Linked DNA regions of Xenopus laevis: region 2 is linked to region 1. A link is a contact called in public Hi-C data. All regions are on one chromosome and are shown on one strand. Each heading gives the region's core, a stretch centred on a gene start, on an enhancer-like site or on the middle of the called end of the contact. The rest is flanking DNA. Distances are from core to core; before and after follow the strand shown. Region 1 overlaps cttnbp2nl.L (CTTNBP2 N-terminal-like protein). Region 2 has its middle 4.9 kb from the start of cttnbp2nl.L.

Region 1 (6,568 bases), core at 1,137-3,636:
CTGGCATCTCTTAAAAATATCCAAAATAAGGGTGGCTAGCAAGTAGGGAACTAACTGGAGGACATAGTGATGTAAATGGTAACGTAGCAGCTAATTGTCAGGGCTCCAATGTAAGCATATTTCAATTTGCACCAAGAACATAGAGCATAACATGGACCTATTCTTAGGTCTATGGCAACGAATATTTTTAACTCCGCTACTTACTATATTGCTTCCCATTTACGTGGTATACTTTTGAATTATAACTGAGGGTGGTGAGTGGTCAGTCATTGAGTCAGTGCATTTTTTTTAGCTATGGTATACTGATTCCTTATACTCTGCCCAACCATGTGGAAGTGTAAAATTAATTAGAACAAATTAGTAAATTTCTTAAGATCGTTACAGGCAATGCTTAACTGCCTAATAGTAGAGCAGACACCACATACATACAACTAAGTAAATATAATTTTTAAAAAAATATTTAAGCATTAATATTTAAGTATTAATTTTGTAACTCAGTGCATTAGTGTGCTTATTTCATTTCAATCGTTAATATGCTTTTCCAAACACAGGGTATAACCTGTACGTTATAGGAACAAAATGCTAGGATTAGCGTTTCTACACTGCCATGTCTCTTATGGATTCCTTTACTGATATTGCAGAATGTCTTTTTAACACAATTTCTTCTGACATCACCAATAATATTGAAATTCATTATAAAGGGTTCTGCAAACATTTGTATGCAGATATAATTGTGTTTTGTATCCTTTGCATTTAAACCTTGGTTCAGAAATCTAGATCTGGTAAGTCAACAGCAGCACCTAGTGGTCACTGGCAATATTCTTTCACTTACCAGGAAAGGAAGCACTAAAAAGTTTTGAACTGAAAATGGCAATAATTTTAAAACAACAAGAGAAACACTTCCCAATAATTTTAAGCAGGCTGTTTAACATTCAGGCAGATCAGTCCATTTTTGTTCACAGCTAGTATGTATTGTTATAAACCATCAACCTTACGTAAACCTGTTCATCTATTAGACAGTTAAAGGCTACATAAGGAAACATTTGGCAAACTGGTTCTTTATTTAACAACTACAGCAGTATGGTTAGCCCCAAGCAACCATGACCACTGGAGAGCTCACACATCCTTACTGCTGCGCTAGTGCCTGTGCATAAAGTGTTAAAACGCAGGATTAATTGAATTGGGAAGTTAATTAATTAAAGCTTAAAGAACACGAAATACAAAATCTCCTTCTCTCTCTCTCTCTCTACACACACACACACACACACACACACATATATATATAATATACACACACACACACACAGATATCTTGTTGTTACTGGTCTTTCTTTAAAATATTTAAACTGTTTACGTAAATTTTACAAGCGGAGTGCTGCCTGCAGGGAGATTTTATATATATATATACTGGCAAGCTGGTATAGATTCCCACACCAAAGTTGTTTACTTACTCTGAAATACACCGACAGACCTTTCTGCAGGCAATTAATCACAGATATCTGGTAATCAGGATCAAAAGATGCTGGTAGAGATAAATTTATAACTGCCAGACATTACTTGGTTCTCTTAATTATCAGCAACCCAATTTTTAAAACACTCTTGTCCACTCAAGATGCATGAATTTTAAAAAAAAGTCTTTTGCTTTTCTATTGGGTATTAAGACTGCATTTTATGCTCTAGGTTATCAGAAAGTTCCTGGAAATGTTTTCTAATTAAAAATAATACTTCCACAGAAAAAGGAAAGGAATATGAAATCGGGGATATGGGAAAATGTTTTTGATTATTAAAATAAATAACATACTTTTGATCATCTTAATTGTATAGCACAATTCAGACACAATGGTCTGACAGTGTTATTAAGTCATGGAACAATGTCCTCACAAGACTGGGGTGAAACTAGCTATCAGATGGAAGCATGATTTCAATTTCTTTTCCATTTGTGAAGACTCCGTTATTGGAGTAGTAGGTATCTGAAACCTCCACTGAGGCTGCCAAAGCAGATGATTGGTTGGTTGCTTTGGATGGTGGTATGGGAGATGCTGGAGACTGAGCTAACCCTGGTTTCTTTGGAGGAATTGGTGGGGGGTTTCCTCGTTCAACCCGAGATATGGTTGGTGATTTAATTCCAGGTGATACAGGACTGAGAGGGCTAGAAACTTTCAAAGGGTTTGGGGAATGGCTTCCATCACTCTTCTGATTAGAGGCAGCATTGGCAAGGGTTCTATAATCTGTGCCAAAAGGTGAGCTGTTGGGAGGTACAGGTTTGCTGGAGGTCTGTTGGCTGGTGAAGCGGGATAGCACCTGAGTCACAGTATTGCGTGCAAGCTGCTTGGCTGCTGAATTATCTGCTAAGGTTGGAGACAAGTCCCTGGAAGGGGGGCTCTGTAAACCAGTAACATGTTGATCTTGCTCTGCCTGAGACTGGAACTTGTGGCGGGCAGCATGGAAGCGCTGGTTGATACCAACTTGGTAGGAAGATTGATAACCAGGACTGTTGGCTGTTGCTCCAATCAGACGGCGTGAAAGCACTGGAGAAGAGCATGGAGAAGAAGTTAAGGAGGAAGCTGCTGTACTGATGGGTGAGGAAGAAGCACCACTTGAAGAAAGGTGTCCTGTCATATGCAGAGGAGACTCTACTCTGACTGGGGAGTTCCCATTGTCAGACAGACTGTCTGATGCATTGCACTTTTCTTTCTGGTTGTCTCCCACGTTTAATTTTAAAATGGGCTCATTGTTCTGTGTTGATGTATTACAGTGCCCATTTATTTTGGAATATGGCTGAGGAATCTTAGATGGAGCTAAAAAGGGGATATTGGATTTTGCAGAAACATCCGTGTGACATTTTTCATTTTGGAAGGGTTCGGTCTGGCATGACACAGAAACGAAGTCAGCTTTCTCTGTTGATACACCAATAGACACCAGCTCACTTATTTCCTTGGATGAAGGCACTGGAACTTGGTTGGTGGTCTTCAGCTCTTTCAAGGACTTTTTTAAGGACTCCAGTTCTTCTTTTAAAGTTGTCGTGCGATTTTCTTCTCTATTTAACTTGGCTTTCAGTTGCTCTCTCTCAATATCAAACTCTGAAAGTTGCTTTTCCACCTGTGCTTCCATCTGCAAGCCTCGTTTCTTTTCAAGAGACAACTCTTCTTCTAGCTGGCTCACTTTGTTTCTAACCTTTTCCAGCTTTAGGTTAACATCTTCCACTCTCTGTCCTTCCTCCACTGCCCTATTGTTGGCTTTTGTACACTCTTTCATAAGAACAGATGACAGTTGCTTGTGACGGGCTTTCTCCTCCTCCAGCTGACTAGAAAGCCTTTTCTGCTCTTTTTCCAATTTTTTAACTTGAGACTTCTCAAATTCCAGCTAAATATAGAGATACAAATATATATGTAAGAATATAAGACATGTAGGAATGTAACAGTTTTTTTTTTTAAAAAAAAGCAAAGCCACGTAAGATTACACTAGAATTTTGTTATTGCACCAGCATACATGTACAGCAACAAACAATTAAAAACATAGCAAGAACGACAATTACAAAATACTTTATCACAACATTTTTCATGCACATGTTGACCTTTCTAGAGAATCTGCAAACTGGCCACCGGGAAAGTTGAGTTCATGGACTTTAATTTTTTTTATATTCTTTTGAAATAAACAAAAATAAGGGAGATACAGAAAACAAAAGGGGAGGGAACTTTTAACTCAAGTAGTATACAAGTCATGAAAACAAAGTTTTAACCACTCATTATACAGCAATATTCCTTAAACTGGGTTCTAATACATATTCTAAATATAAAATTGTGGAGTTTAAGCCTATAATAGCAAGTTAAAGTCTAAGGCAGGGGTGTCCAAACTACGGCCCGCGGGCCAACTGCGGCCCGCGATCCATTTTAAATTGGCCCGCATCAAATTCCTAAAAGATACAGGGAGCAAGCCAAGACCTAATCTCCCAGCGACCGCAGACCAACTAACTAACTGGGAGGCGGCGCAGCGCTGTAAACGTCACCACGTCCAGCACGGCAGGCACCTCATTCCCTCTGATTACAGTCCCTGGAGAGGAGAGAGACTGCTGCTGCTGCTGCTGCTGTGCCGGCATGCCCCGCCCCCCACTTCGCTGGCTGGCCTGTGAGGAGACTGGGTGTGTGAGAGTGTGGACGTCACTAGAGCTGTGCTGCCCAGGCACGCCCCCCTCCCCACGGCTTCACTCTGGCTGGCTGGAGTCAGACTGTAAGCCTGCCCTCTGGAAACTGGGTGGGGACTGGGGAGACAGCGTGTGGACGTCTCAGGAGACTGAGAGAGGCTGCCTGCTGCAGTGTGCTGCCATTCACCATGACTACGAGGTAAAACTCAGTCAGAGTCAGTCTGTGCAGGAGACTTCTGTTCTTCTGCACTCACACAACACACTCCTCCACAACTTCTCTCTCTGGCTGTCAGAGTGAGCTACAGAGGGGTGGAGGAGAAAGGGGGGAAGTTTGCCAGTCCCAGGCAAGTAGCCTGTACACAGATTGCCAGTCCAGGCCTGTATGAGCATTATGGTTAGGCACAGTGTTATGTAATCGTTCTGGTGCAGATGCAGGAAGCTTGTCAGGGCTGATTTGTGTGGTAAATAATTATTTATTATCCCCTCAAGTATAAGCTGAAACAAACTATTGTACATTAGAGTTGCCCTGTCCATTTTGGGGCCTCCCTTTCTTTTGTGCTCCCAGATAATGGAACAATTAGAATGGTCGGCCCCCACACATTTTCACTTCACCAAATCTGGCCCTCGTTGTAAAAAAGTTTGGACACCCCTGGTCTAAGGGTTTGTACTAGTAGAGAACAACTTTATTGTTTTAATGTTCCTTTGTCTTTTACGTGTTTAAGCCAAGGTTTCCATATGTTCCAATATTTTTTACTTCTATTATATATCATATAAGTTATTTCCTCTATTTTCCTTTTCTCTTCTACTAGGGCCATCCATTCAGCATGTGATGGAGGTTGTAGAGATTTCCACCTGTCAGGGGGCCTTGCAGCTCCTATATGGAGATGTCTGGACCAAGCAGGAAGCACTAGGGTTAATTCCAGTTCACGGTAGCCAAAGGGTTCAGAAGTGAGCGAAGTCAAAGTTCAGGCAGAAATTCAGGAGGCAGGCAGCAAAGGATCAGTGTCAGGGTAAAAGTGAGGGGTCATAAATCCAGGAATCAATATTAGAAGAATTAAGCAGCAACCAGGGCTGACCTATAATAGGGCACTGAACCTGTGACTTCAGCGTCTCTTAATTTTTTTTGGCACATTGGTGTCACGCCCACAACACGGCTACACCATCTTGCCTAAGAAGCGGCACGCTCCTCATTGGGGCGCTCCTGACAGTATACCCTCCCCCAGGGGGGCCACTGGACCACCATGTCCCAGCTTATGAGGAAACTTTTTGTAAAATTCCCGCAACAAACAGGGAGCATGGACATCAGTGTATATTTATCCAGGAACATACCTCTGGATAAAAACCCTTACAATTTATCAGGAACTGAAGTGACCCTCTGGAGAATCTTGAGTCCAAGATCTATTCCACTTCATATTCTTGTACGTCATCTACGGTGACAGAAGAAGGAGGAGGCAGATCAGAGGAGAAGCAAATAGCGATAGTCGGTTTTACCAAAGACACATGAAAAACATTGGAGATTCACATCTCAGGAAAAGCCAAACTTTTTCCCCTACTGTATACTGGGGAGAAGACTTCCAGGTTCAGCACAGTATTTGTAGGACATAGTACTTTTCTCCAAATTTGTCTTAGTGGCAGAAGAAATTTTAGACATGTGGGCCTCATGATCATCAGCAGCTGGAACATCCAACAAGAGGAAATTTTAAAGTGTATAATAGACCTAAAAAGCTATATAATAATTTTCAAATTAAACATGAAATCCAATTTCTGTTTTTTATTAAAGCATTCATAGCTGTTGTAAGCTCATTTAAAAATCTCAGCTGTCAAACAAATATTGTCTGCCCCCCTTCTATGCCTTAGGCATAATTGTGTAGCCAGGGCATGAGGATGGACATCGGGTCCCCCATTCTGGTGCACAAACATGATTCTGAGATGATGTATGGCTCCTGCTTGCTTCCTATAATTATGAATTCCCAGACTGAAGGCAACAAGATTCAAATAATTTATGTAATTTAAGTTCATTTTGCTTGACTAATGTGATAAAATAGGAGTTTGAATACATTTTTTTGAAAGGAAAAGCTAGGAGAATGTTGTCCATACATACATTGTCAGAAATAGCGACCTACCAGTGGATACATGGTTAGTATTGTTATGAGCAAATTCTGCCCAGGGGGTAGATCGGACCAGTCATCCTGACAGAGGGATACGTGACTTCTCAGGAACTGTTCCAGTGCTTGATTTACTCTCTCAGCTGCTCCATTGAATTGAGGATAGTAAGCAGAGGAGAAGTGAAGAACAATACCCAAATCTTTACACAGGGACTTGGACACAAACTGGGAACCTCTGTCCAAAACAATATCCACTGGGAAGCCATGTAGACTGAAGATATATTGGATGAAAAGCTGAGAGAATTCAACTGCCGAGGGAAGT
Region 2 (6,568 bases), core at 1,021-3,520, 77 kb after region 1:
GAATTCTGCAAATCCATTTCTCAAAAGAGCAAACAGATTTTTTTATATTAAATTTTGAAATCTGACATGGGACTAGACATATTGTCAATTTCCCAGCTGTCCCAAGTCATGTGACTTGTACTCTGATAAACTTCAATCACTCTTTACTGCTGTACTGCAAGTCGGAGTGATATCACCCCCTCCATTTCCCCCCCCCCAGCAGCCAAACAAAAGAACAATGGGAAGGTAACTAGATAACAGCTCCCTAACACAAGATAACAGCTGCCTGGTAGATCTCAGAACAACACTCAATAGTAAAAACCCATGTCCCACTGAGACACATTCACTTACATTGAGAAGGAAAAAAAGCAGCCTGCCAGAAAGCATTTCTCTCCTAAAGTGCAGGCACACGTCACATGACAAGGGGCAGCTGGGAAATTGACAAAATGTCTAGCCCCATGTCAGATTTCAAAATTTAAAATATAAAAAAATCTGTTTGCTCTTTTGAGAAATGGATTTCAGTGCAAAACTCTGCTCGAGCAGCACTATTAACTGATTCATTTTGAAAAAAACTTTTTTTCCCATGACAGTATCCCTTTAAAGTCTTACAGCCATACACAATACAACTGCCCCTCCCCCCAATAAAACAAACATGAACACACAGCTCAGAGCGTGGTAATAAATAGACCACCACATATGCAGACTACTGTATCTGCTGATGTAACATGTGTCCTATTGGGCAGCGACTCTAAATCTGTTTCTGCTTATAGTTTTAAATATAAAATGTGTGACAGTGACATTACAGGTCACATAAGAGTGGCATCACCACAGGTCTTCTACAAATTATGAACTAGCAGCTAATATCTCCTCACCTCCTTGTAGGCTGCTTCTGCATTGACAACATCTGGAAAACTTTCCTTATTAATGTGATAAACTCATTTGCTTCCTCCCCATGCTGTCTGTAGAATCCCCAAGGAATGTGGATACATGATAACACATATAATTGTCAGTGCACACAGCTAAATGTATCCTTTTTTCTGTGATATCCATTGCACAGTACAGGTATGGGATCTGTTATCCAGAAACCTGTTATCCAGAAAGCTCAGAATTAGAGGAAGACCATCTCCTATAGACTCCATTTTAATGAAATAATTCAGAATTTTAAAAATTATTTCCTTTTACCTGTAATAATAAAACAGTACCTTGTAATTAATCCCAACTAAGATATAATAAATCCCTACTGGAAGCAAAACACTCTATTAAGCTCAATTAATGTTTATATGTTATTATAATTAATTAAGGTATCAAGATCCAAATTACAGGAAGTAACCTTATCTGGAAAATACAAGCTCTGGAACATTCTGGATAACAGGTCCCATATCTGTATTTATTAATTAAATGGGAATTTGAAGTGTTTTTTTTTTTCAAGCAAAATCAATACTCCCATGCTTTTGTAGTTATGAAAACGTTAACTACATGAATATGTTTATCTAAATTTATTAAAGAAAGTTATGCATAAATTAATGTCAGATGTATATAAGAGAAAGGGGGGGCTTTGTTGAGTGTAAAGTTGTATCAGCAACTTTTTGTTGGCTGAGGAGCATAGAAATCTTTGCTGTCTATGTTTTTCATCTAGCTTCATGCTAGCAGCACCCCTGGCTGGCACTATTACCGTGCAGTTGTGGAGTCCGAGGTCTGACTTCAGCCAGGACGCTATCTGTAAGGAGTTTGTATGTTGCTTGACAAAGGGGCGTGACCCCGAAACGTTGCACTACTGCATAATAAAATTGCAAGGGCTTGCCCTGCTACTACAATTCCTGTGTGCCGGTGAAATTCTTCTTACCCTTGTTGTGAGGCTGCCGATTCCTCTATCACTGGGCACCAGGATAAGAACCTTTGGGAGTGTGTGGTGTGTGGCTTCTCCATATTCTATTGGTTTGTATGTTCTCCCCATGCTTGTGTGGATTTTCTCTGCGTGTTCTGTTTTTATCTCTAAATTATACAGGCAGGTGTAAATATGACAGGGACTTAAGATTGAAAGCTATGCAGGGGTAGTGTTTTATATCATTTCTGTAAAGAGTCATATAAAAATAAATAAATAAATAAATAAATAAATAAATATTTATTCATACAGGGTCAGACCTAAGAAGATTGCTTCTAATATTGCCTACTAGACGCAAATATGGCCTTTTGGCTCTTAGTGTATCAGTTACAGCTATGAGTTCTTTCAGGACAGGAGTTAGAGCCCCTCCCTCTGCTATTGTGGCTTAGCTTACTTTGTCACAGGGAGGGCGAGTGAAAGCAGATGCTATCCTTTCATACAGATGCAAGCAGGGTTATTTCACAGTGTCTCTCACAGTGTCCAGACAAAATCTGCATTAACTTTTGTCTCAGGTTACCTTTGTTAAAAAAGAGTGTCGTTTTGATTCTGCCAACAGATGTCACATTTGAGTTGCTCATAGTCTTGAAAGGCTCACCTCACAGCAGTTGGCTGCAGTCACTTGCAGGGTGGTAGGTTTACATTCTAAAAATTCTATAGTTTGAGTCTCTAAGGGGCATATGTATTATGCTGTGTAAAAAACAAACAATTTTTATGCGTTTTTTCTTAGCGTGACGTCTGATGGCAAATCTGGCATTCGCATGGCGTAAAAATTACACACACCTTGATAAATTCGCCACTTATCTTACACAGCATTTTACACTGTTTTTCAGCAAATTTGGTTTAGCACAGCATAATAAATATGGTCCTAAATATAGAGGTACACCATGAGTTCTGTAATTGCAACCATATATTTACTACTTGATTGTTGTACCTGTTAGCCTTCATATTCAAAATATTGTTTATAAATTCATAAATATAAATTCATGTATATAAATTAGTTGTATTTTTGGGCCATTTTTATATTGTAGCCTTTGCCCCCCCCCCCATTACTGACAACTTCCAGTTTGTATTTCTTTTAATTACCTAGCATGAACATATAATACTAGACATTTAACTTTGCCTACTATTACCTGCTCATTACTTTACCCTGCTATGCTGTTATTTTTTACCTGCACATTTTCATACACTTGCCACTTATTATCATATGCATCTCATCTCTTGGATGAGCAGGACCACTACTGCCTTATGCAGTCTTCCTTACTTACTCCCTTGCGCCATTAAAATATCCCGATCCCCTCTATTCTTCCCACATATCTCCACTCAGGTACCCAGGCATTTGCTTATCTACAGTCCCTGGCCCCAATATCTAGCAATCTCCCAAACAGGTCTGGACTGAAAGGCCCTGGCATTTTAGGTACACAGAGGCCAGTGTCGGACTGGGACACCAGGGGCCCACCAAAAAACCTTAGACCAGGGGCCCACTCTCAGTACTATTATTCTTCCTTTCCTCACTCAACCTCTTTTCATCTCTATTCTTTACATTCTATAAACTATTATTGTTTATATTTAGCATTATAGAAATAGGATATGACCATGAAATAGGCCAAATGTTTAACACCTGGGCCCACCGGGAGTTTTCCTGGTATCCTGGTTGGCCAGTCCATCACTGACAGAGGCTCAAACATAGAGGCCAAAACAGCTCTCCACCAGCTCAATAAATATAGAGTGTCTATGGCAACTTACAGCAGCCCCACTGGCATTTGCCAGAACCCACAGATTGCCAGTCCAGGCCTGCCTCCAAAGAATTCAGTCATCCATCTTCCTCTTACCTGTATTTATGTATTACCTTACCTCACTCCTGCTGCTAGTATCAGGGTATATCAATCACACCCAGGTCCTTGATATACAGTATCCGTGTTTGCTCCCATATACGCCCCACTAAATTCTTCTATCCTCATCAAAAGAACCACAGCAACTTAATACACATTTATCTCCCTCTTTTCCGTTCTTCCCCTGTACTTGATGGAATGCCCACTCACTCGCTAATACAATACAATACAATAACTACTGTCCATGATCTTGTTTTCTCCTGCTTGATTCATCTGCTTGCTATTACAGAAAGCTGGCTATAGTCATCTGTATACTTGAATATACACTTGAAGCTACAAACGTGAAGCAATAACAAATTATGAAAAGCTGAAGGATAACTTGTGCTGTAGTAAATGAGCACCTGGGTGCAGAAAGAGCCCCAGTATCAATGGGTTGCCCTAACAGAAATATGCACATTAATTTGGCACTCCAAAAATCTTAAAAAGTAAAAAATATCTTTATTATAACATCTCTTAAATATACAAACCCCCACAGTCTACGGTCTTACACATTTTGTGCCCAAATGGTACTTAGGTATAGGCAGTAATGAACTCTAATTTTAAAAATGTTTGTTCTCTGAGAGGAGAAACTTGCACCTGCACTCCTGTAGTGGCAGCACATATAAGTGCCAGGTGCCAGGCCAAGTTCTGCTACTGCCCAAGGTCCGTTGCTCCACCATCCCATCCCACTGCTGGTTGGTCACAAGCCTCCTTACCCCTCTGCGCCACTACAATCACCACTACTATGGATGGCTTGAAACCCACCACTCCCTTTTTCTGGAATTTTGCTTAGCATGTTTCAGTGTTCCATAAACTGAAATTTACACTTGCATTTTTCTACAGTGTTACAGTGCAATTACAATAAAGTGCCAGACTTTAAAGGCCAGATTAGTCCTTGACAGCTGAAAAAAACTAGTACTGGTGCTTGTAGTTGATTACCAATTAACACCATGACAGGCAGTACAGGGAAATTTTATTCACTTTGCAGCAAGCCAAAAATTGTGGTGGGCAAAACCTGCTGTGAGTATCATAGCCAAATAGAGAAAGAAAGCTGCATATTTAAAACAATGCAATCCAGGCGAGAGAGGAGTAAAGAACAGCTGAAGGAACTAAAGCCGTATAAAAAATAAAATTGCTTTAAATTACATTATTTGGTGGCTTGTTGAGATGAGGATTTATTGTATTCGGTCTAGTGAAATGGTATTTCACTTAGTTGGAGGTGAAATATGAATTAGTAGAAAATAATGTATTAGTATATACAGTTGTGTGCTCTGGTGCATTTACTCTTAAGCTGGCCATAGATGTTAAGATTTTAAAAGATCTTTTCTTTATAGTAGAAACTGAAACCATCGTTAAATGCACGATTTGTCAACGAAAAATACCATTTCAAGCAATATCATCTAGTTAAAGCTAGGGAACTTTGGGTAGCTGCCTGCTTGGCCCTGCAAACACTTGGACAATGGAAACATTTAACTGCCACCAATGAAAATGTTCTAACTGGACCGACTGATTTTCACCAATGTTGGATGAAAATCATTAGAGGCATGATCGTTCGGTGCCCAATAACCTTCCAATAATTTAACAGGTTTGTTAGATCACACGAAAATTGGTTGAAAAATCTTAACGTCTATGGCCACCTTTACACTCTTAAACTTTGTTGAAATATGTATGCATGGGGGTATCATATATAATAATACATGGGTTGTGAGCTAACTAATGTGGATCTCTATACCTTCTTTAAATGCAGGTAAAGCGGCATAGGTAAAGTGACCAGCCCTAAACAGCCAATGCCTAAATTGGACAAATGCTCCAAACTACTCCAGCCCACAATGCTGAATTGTTTTTTTTAAAAAAAACATACACAACATAAAAAGGATGTATATAGAAGGGGTATATACACATTTGTCATCCAACTGCTTCCTCAGTAGCTTATGATGTACTGCAATGTCTCATAAATTAATTTCCATCTCACTGTATAAACTTGGTAATGCATTGTGTCTAAACTTCTGTGAAGAATCAGCCCATATTCTATAATTAGTTATTGTACTTTTGTACCTGCACTCACATAAGAATTAACCTTTCTCCTTCCATAATTTGTTTGATGGGTTGTGAAAATAAAGGTGCATGTTATTATGATAGCACATATTTATAAAATGCCAGCAATTTTTGGCATTTACATTGAACATACAGATTTACATACAAAGTTGCCAATAAATGATAAAAGAGTTAAAGAGAGCCTGCACAGAAGAGCTTATAATAAAAACATTGTTTTTCATTGTTGTTTATTGTATTTTTTTGTGTTGTGACCTTTAAATCCAAAACCTTCATCAGAGAACCTGAACCTTTCATCAGTTCATTCCCTTTTCCTTTCTAGAAGATAACCCTTGTAATGCTTTAGATTTAGCAGATATCATAGAGTACAACAGACATGGGATCCATTATCTAGAAACCTGTTATCCAGAAAGCTCTGAATGGACTTGCAGTAAAATCTGTCCACTGCCTGACAACTGTAGCAAACTGCATCACACAACAAATTGTGTTCCCTCTAAGGTGTACGCTTGTGCTCGCACTCACATTTTGAGGCAAGCGCACACAACAGATTGTGGTGCAACAGAGAATTTTGTATGAAAATTCTGACCTGAGGACATAGTTTTTAAAAACTGTGCACACAAGTTTAAAGTCCATCAGCTGCTGGAAGGTCACAGTCTGGGAGGTGGCAACTCTGGTACCCGAGAGCTACCATTCTTAGACATTACTACAGAATCTAGCAATGATATTTCAGTATAAAAAACAATGGAACCTGCCTGAATAACATTGTAGTATGCTGATAACATTATTG

What was found. Hi-C and Micro-C count contacts between places; a contact is called where the count stands out from the background.
Region 2: a Hi-C map of the XL177 cell line shows a contact between it and region 1, with 5 times the contacts expected there. The contact joins two enhancer-like sites. A contact is called at or near these places in 3 of 4 Hi-C or Micro-C datasets (the XL177 cell line, the XTC cell line and animal cap).

The regions. Positions count from the first base shown.
Region 1 is chr2L:77,672,020-77,678,587 of Xenopus_laevis_v10.1, forward strand. cttnbp2nl.L (CTTNBP2 N-terminal-like protein) reads right to left here. Exons shown (of 5, transcript XM_018246608.2): 5 at 1,041-3,363. The coding sequence ends at 1,897. Among protein-coding and RNA genes, the nearest start is that of cttnbp2nl.L, 73 kb to the right of the region's middle. Within about 2 kb of position 2,387, at least 1 of the 7 cell types and tissues checked has an H3K27ac peak or open chromatin away from gene starts, as enhancers often do.
Region 2 is chr2L:77,749,516-77,756,083 of Xenopus_laevis_v10.1, forward strand. No RefSeq gene overlaps it. Among protein-coding and RNA genes, the nearest start is that of cttnbp2nl.L, 4.9 kb to the left of the region's middle. Within about 2 kb of position 2,271, at least 1 of the 7 cell types and tissues checked has an H3K27ac peak or open chromatin away from gene starts, as enhancers often do.